Regions from separate parts of the Oryctolagus cuniculus genome. Here region 2 is linked to region 1. A link is a contact called in public Hi-C data. All regions are on one chromosome and are shown on one strand. Each heading gives the region's core, a stretch centred on a gene start, on an enhancer-like site or on the middle of the called end of the contact. The rest is flanking DNA. Distances are from core to core; before and after follow the strand shown. Region 1 has its middle 6.9 kb from the start of TMEM247. Region 2 holds the start of EPAS1 (endothelial PAS domain protein 1).

Evidence for each region. Hi-C and Micro-C count contacts between places; a contact is called where the count stands out from the background.
Region 2: a contact with region 1 is called in a Hi-C map of embryonic fibroblasts, with 4 times the contacts expected there. The contact joins the promoter of EPAS1 here to the enhancer-like site in region 1. A contact is called at or near these places in 2 of 6 Hi-C or Micro-C datasets (embryonic fibroblasts and skin fibroblasts).

The regions. Positions count from the first base shown.
Region 1 is chr2:156,272,551-156,275,855 of mOryCun1.1, forward strand. No RefSeq gene overlaps it. Among named protein-coding and RNA genes, the nearest start is that of TMEM247, 6.9 kb to the left of the region's middle. Within about 2 kb of position 1,726, at least 1 of the 8 cell types and tissues checked has an H3K27ac peak or open chromatin away from gene starts, as enhancers often do.
Region 2 is chr2:156,441,770-156,445,074 of mOryCun1.1, forward strand. It overlaps EPAS1 (endothelial PAS domain protein 1), which reads right to left and starts at 1,597. Exons shown (of 16, transcript XM_008254453.4): 1 at 980-1,597. The coding sequence starts at 1,005.

The DNA of each region.
Region 1 (3,305 bases), core at 476-2,975:
CAGCCCTTGCCTGTGCAGGGTGTACAGCAGAGGGAGGGGGACACTTCTAGATGTCCTGTGCTTGCTGCCTCCTTGCTGACACTCTCCTCAGCGTGGAAAACCCTCTTCCCCCAGTCTCCACCTACGACAACCCCCACCAGCCGCCAGCTCCTGCCACCTGGGAAACTGCGCTTTGTCTCTCTGGCTGCTTTGCAATAAGGAGAGAGAAATGGTGTTGTTTCCTGTCTCCTGCCGAGTGAGTGGCTGGTGGGGGCAGAGCATGCTGCGTTGCCCACAGTAGGTACCAGTAGGGGGTGAGTCAACTCCTGCTGGCCTCCCCGATGGCCATGGGGAGGGACACAGTAGACCAGAAGGTCAGCAGCTGTGCCATCTCCTTTTTGTGTTGACAGCCAAGAGCCAAGGGCTTGCGCCCTCCCCACTTTCCTCCTCTATCTTGTGGTGGGTGAACCTGCAGTGGATGACTCCTTACAAAGTCACAAGTAAATAGAAGCCTCATTAGGTATAGCTCTGTTTTAAGCGATTGGGTGGCAGCGGGATGGGTGTGGGAACTGTGTCGTCTAAAGGAACTGTGCCTAGTTGAATGGAGCTGCTCTCCCCCCACTTACAATTCTCTGGAACCCGATGGCCGTTCGTACGCTGGGTTGATAGAAACAAATCCCAACTCCCGCCTGCGGTGACCTTGGAGAAAGCTGAGGTGTCGGAGTGGCTGGGTTGGCGGCTCTGCTCTGCTTCCAACCAGCTCCCTGCTAATGCACACTCTGGTACCTGGGTCCCTGCCACCCAAGTGTGGGACCCAGATTGAATTCCTGGCTCCTGGCTTTGGCCTGGCCCTATCTGGATTTGGGGAGCTGAGCCAGTGGGTGGATGACCTCTCTCTCTCTCTCCCTCTCCCTCTCCCTCTCCCTCTCCCTCTCCCTCTCCCTCTCCCTCTCCCTCTCCCTCTCTCCCTCCCCCTCCCCCTCCTCCTCTCCTTCCTTCCTTCCTTCCTTCCTTCCTTCCTTCCTTCCTTCCTTCCAAATAAATAAGATTTTAAGGTGTTCCTGAGCTCTAACCAGTTGGAGCTCCCGGGGAGAGGAAAGTCCCCAGGAAGAGCCCATGTCAGCAGAAATCCCCCGGCTGTGGCCACTCTGAGCTGGAGGGGGCCTGGGGATGCCAGCCTGGGCCCTCATGGCTCTCGGTGACTGCTCACTGACCCATCTGAGGTCACTTATAGAGGTGTCCAGTAGAGTGGGGGGTGGGGGGCATCTTTGCACCAGGGCTTCTGGCCCCAGCTCCGTCATTAGCTAAGCCAAGACCTCGGCATGTCCTGGAAACCTCCAGGGGCTACAGATCTGCTCTAGGTCCTAGGTCCTGGGCACCAGTCACCATTGCTCCCTCCTGATGGTGGGCGGGCTCCCAGTGTGGCCGGGGGCACTGCTCTCCACTGGCCTTTCCTCTCTCCTGCCAGTCAACACTGATACAGTGAGTACCTCCGCTGGGCCGTGCACAATGGATGGGCAGTATGCCGTTTTTGGACGTATCTTCAGAAGTTGTATGGTTGTGTTTTGGGGGCGCGGTGTGGTATTTCCGGGTACTCGTTCGTAGTGCCCAGCACTCACCGTCTCCGTCAAGCCCCCTCTGTGGCATGGTTGGGGTCTCCCTCAAAGCAGCCTCCTTGGATGTTTCACCGGCCACCGTTTGTGTCACCGTGTGTAAGTCAACACCAAGTGAACCCAGTGCCTTAAAGACCTCTGCTCCCTCCCCTGCGCGACGCCTTGCAGCCTCCCGGCTTGCAGCCCTGCGCAACGCCTGCAGCCCTGGAAGCTGGTGTTGGCCAACACCGCCCCCTTGTGGTTGTGGTTGGTCATTGCTGAGAGGCGTTCAGCCTGGTTTCCCCAGGTATTCTTGCTCCCGCCCCTTTGCGGAAAAGCTGAGCCCACAAGACTCTTGGGGTATTTTGGTTTTGTTTTGGAGAATGCGTGGAGGCAATGCAGAGCTGCAGCCATCGCTGTGGGGAAGTCTGGGTGCTAGCAGGAGACTGAAGGCGCAGAGGGGTGTTTGCAACAGGAGTGTCCAGAGGGGCATTTGGTGTTGGGACGGGGGGCAGGAAGCAGGTGGGCGACCCCTGGAGGCTCCTTCCACCAAGCAGGTGGCCTTGGCGATCTGGGCAGCAAACAGCTGTGTGTATCCTTGGGTCTGGGCTAGGACACCAGGCCCTTGGAGGAAGGCCGAGTTGAGATCCAGGGGCTTGTGGGAGACTGGAGCAGGAGGAGGGGAGGGTCTGGCAGGGCACAAGGTTGGAGGCTGGTGATGAAGAAGAGGATGAGAGCAGGTGTTCAGGGGTGGAACGGGGCTGGTGCTCACCAGGACTGGGGCGAGGCTTAGAGGGAGGCAGCCCCGAGTCCAGGGAGCTGTCCGACCCTGCAGGTGCCTCACAGGGAGCTGAACTTACCAGCAAGGATGCAGGGCCTCCAGCTGTATGGGAGCGGCTGACATGTGTCTCAGCTTCCAGAACATTCCACAGCAGGCCTGAGCTTGGTAGATGCTGAAAGCACTTAGCATGAGTGTCTTCTCTGCCAGCCCCACACCTCCCCTAAACTTGCCTCCCATCCACTGAGCCACACTGAGCTGTGGGGACGGCTGGTCAGGGTGCCGTGGCCTCCTCTTCCCAGGCGTTTACCTGTGAACTGGCATGGGGGACTCTGAACCCTAGTGACGGGATTTTCGGCACAGAAGCAGGACACGGGGGTGGGGGACATGACTGGGAGCTTCTCCACCCTCGGATTTTCTCTGCTCACCACCTGCAGACGTGACCTTGACCTCTGTTTCACTTGGCTCCCCTCCACACTTCCTGTTTTGGGGCCTTGTAGCATAAGCTGCATCTCTGTAGTGTGCCCGTCAGATGCACGCACTGCTGGTGTGGTTCCCATGTTGCTGCATCTCCAGACTTCAGCTGTCTGGGGAACAGGGACTGATTGCCTGACTTACGTCTACTCCAGCACCTAGTGAGGCATCTGGAATCCAGCAGGTGCACCCATTAGATGCTTGTTGAGTGATGAGTGAAGCATGACACACTGGAAATGACTAAAAAACCAAAGCAAAAAGGCCGGCGCCGCGGCTCACTAGGCTAATCCTCCGCCTAGCGGCGCCAGCACACCGGGTTCTAGTCCCGGTTGGGGCGCCGGATTCTGTCCCGGTTGCCCCTCTTCCAGGCCAGCTCTCTGCTGTGGCCAGGGAGTGCAGTGGAGGATGGCCCAGGTGCTTGGGCCCTGCACCTCATGGGAGACCAGGAAAAGCACCTGACTCCTGGCTCCTGCCATTGGATC
Region 2 (3,305 bases), core at 347-2,846, 170 kb after region 1:
GCGCCTCGTCGCGGGTCCCCGGCGGCTCGGGCCGGCCGGTCGCCGCCTCGAGCGCGCGGGTCTGAAAGCCGCAGTTCCCAGGGACAGAGATGGGGAGAACGGAGCAAGGCGGCGAGGCGTCCGCCTTCGCTGGTGCTGAGGCCGTACCCGGGACTGAGCGGCCGCTCCTGCCCTCGCACGCCGAGGCTCGGCCGGGAGTGGCCGGGAGGGGGCAGGAGGGCCGAGAGAGTCGGCCGAAGTCGCCTCTCACCCAGTGCCGAGAGGCTCGCGAGGGCAGGAGAGCAGATGGTGGCTGTCCTTTCCTGTCCTCTTGGGAGACGGACATCGGACTTGCCCTGGGCGCCCCATGTCGTCATCTCCTCCCCGCACACGGAGACACCTGTCCCCGAAGGGCAGTACAGCCCACTACCCACTTTCCGGCGGGGTAAAGGTGTGGGGACGGAGAAGGGGTTCTCCAAAGCTTTGGCGAGGGTTGGCGGCGGGGAGGGGGGGGGTCTCCTGGCGAGCGGGGCCCTGCTCCTTGGCCAGGGGCGCAGTCCAGGGGCTGCGCTCTGCCTCCCGCCCCTTGGGGCACAGCAGGGGCATGGGAACGCATTTGGAAGGACCCAAGGGTTCAGAGAAAAGCGTGGATGCTGCCCCCGCACGTGAGACCAGATAAAGTGGAGGGCATCCCCCCAGGGCCATTTCAACTTGCTAGTCGAGGCAGGGTGGCATACAGGAACCTGAGATTTGGAAGACACCGCGGGAAGCGCCTCGCTACTCCGCGGCCGGCCGTCGCCCTCGGCCTCCTAGCACTAGCGGCCCCGCGTCTCCGTGGGGCCACAGAACCCTCCGCTGCGCAAGCACAGCTCCACGTCCCTACTCGGCACACCTGCTCTTAAGACCAGCCACGCCGATCTTCCGCACTCCTCTGCCAAGCGCTCGCGCGGTCCGGCCACGGCTTCAGGCCAGCTCTCCCCTGGCGCTGACGCCAGCTTACCTTTTCTTCTCCTTGTCAGCTGTCATTGTCGCCACGGCCGCCGCAGACGCCGAGCGCCTGAGTTCTCCGGCCAGAGAAGGATGCAGCCGCTGCCTTCGCGCTGGTCCTCGTGGGCTTCCTGGGGCCCGGGACACAGTGAAAGATCCTAAGTGGTTGCAGGTGCCGAGCGCCGCGCGCAGTCAGGTGGAAACTTGCGGGCGGCCAGATAGGTGCGGGGCCAAGGGGTGGAGAGAGGTGACGGGGAGGAACCTGCACGCGGAGGCGGGGTCGGGAAAGGGGTGGGAAGAGGTTGTCAGCCGCGAGAAGGGATCCCAGGTTCCCTCTTCCCTAGAGCAGGAGTCGCTTTTCTGGGTTTTCCTAAAAGAAGTTGCCCAAGCGACTGGCGTTGGCAGGAGTCCGGGCCGGGCTGGCGCGGCCGCTGAGATGACCATACAGTCTCAGGACACTGCCGAGGATTGTACGGCCGCCTCAGGAGAGTTGGGGCGGAGCGCGGCGAGCGCCGAGGCTGTGCAGCTGGCCGCTCCCCGAAGTGCGGTTCCAGCAGCTGCCGGCCCACTTTAAAACTCCAGCGGGCTGCCAGCACGGGGGCGGTGCGAGGGGCGCGGGCGCGGGGGCGGGGGCGGGCGCGCGCCGGCAGGCCCCGCCCCCGCCCGGCCCGCCCGCGCCCCGCCGCGCTGCGCGCCGCGCGCCGGGCAGCCCACTGCGCCCCGGCCAATGGGGAGGCGCGGCCGCCGCCTCTGCCCTGACCCCGGCCCGCCCCCTGCCCTCGCCCGCCCCGCCTCCTCTCTCCGCAGACCTGGGAGTTGTTTTTGAGATCGAGGCTGAGGGGAGGTCGATGTGGGATGGGACCCCCGCCGCCAGGGAGGCACAACTTGTGCGGAGCTAAACGGCAGCCCGGATCCGGCCCTCGGGAGCGCGGGGGAGAGCGGGAGTGCGCCACCGCGTCGAGGCCCTTCCGACCCCGCCGTGCCCTTGGGTGTAGGGCAGGACCGCGAGTGCAGAGTGTCCCGCGCCCGCCGGGCCTTGCACAACCCCTGCCCTCTGCTGCGCTCCCGCATCCCCGTCCCCGCAGCCTGGGGCAGTCATTCCGAGGACCCTGGCGGCCGCGTCCTGCCTGGCGAACGATGACTGTGCCGTGAAATTGGGCTCAGGGTGCGCCTACTCGTCCCTCCCCTCGGCCAACACCTGAGTACTTTGCAGGGTTGCACCGGGCTGTGTGATTATGGCGCTGGGCGGTGGAGGGCCCTGGAGCCGTGGGGCCTGCCGCCTCCCGCTCTCTGTACCCCCGAACCAACGCGCGGATCCTGGAGAGGTCAGCGTTGGAGAAGTCAGCCAGGCTGCCCAGTGTGGTCTTGGGGACAGATTTGGCTGCGTGTCCTCCAGTCGCTCGATTTCGGGCTTGGCCCCCGTGTCTCTGGGGTTCCATTGCAGTCTTAGGAGCGCAGAGGCTACAGGTGTTGAGAGCCGGGCGCTCCCAGGACTCCTGCATGTGGTTGGAGCTCGGGACTGCCCAGCGCGCTTCACAAGTAGCCTGCGCCCTGCGCCGGGCCCAGGTGCGCATCTGGGGTGCGCGCCTCTGCCCCGCGCTGAGCAGCTCTCCAGCTCTGCACCTGCGTTACGCAATTCGGCACCGGCCCCTCGGGAAGGGGCACGGGAAGCCCCTAGTTTCCGCATACCGGGGAAGGGCCCATGGGCTTTGTGGTTATGAGTTTTAAAAGGGCTGGTTCCGCCCTGGGACCCGAGATCATCGTGTAGGACCTGGCTTGAGCCTCTCGCCACGTTTGGTGTCGGAATAATCTGCATAAAGCGATGGGCAGGGGGAGGGTCTGTTTCGGCGCTGTGACAGGCATACCCGTCATTTTCCTCCTCGTGCGCAAGGAAGAGGAGCGAGAATACTTCGGAAGAGCCGTCCGAAGGCGTGGAAACCCGATGATTTCCCGTGGTTTAGAGTCGCTGAGCACTACTGCATCCAGACTTGGAAATCAGACATTTCCAAGTCGTCTTCTCTTGGGGGGCAGGGGGGCAGGGAAGGAGTGCCGTTTCTTCGGGCTGAGTGGGAGGGGGTTTCAGGACCAGGGTGAGTTCCTACCTGGTGACTGGAGCCCACCAGCCCTAGCGGCCACATTGATTTTATCTCCATGAGGAATCCTCATTGGTAGACATGGTCACACCTTAACTTCAGCTTACTTTCCTCACTTGGGACTGGGGGTGGAGGGGCAGGGATGTTGGAGCTTCCTGAAGTCCAGAGACGCGGCAGTCCGCGAGCCACACCTGTGACGGTGGACAGCGTGTCAGCAGGGATGAGGTCACAAGATTAGGTTTTTAG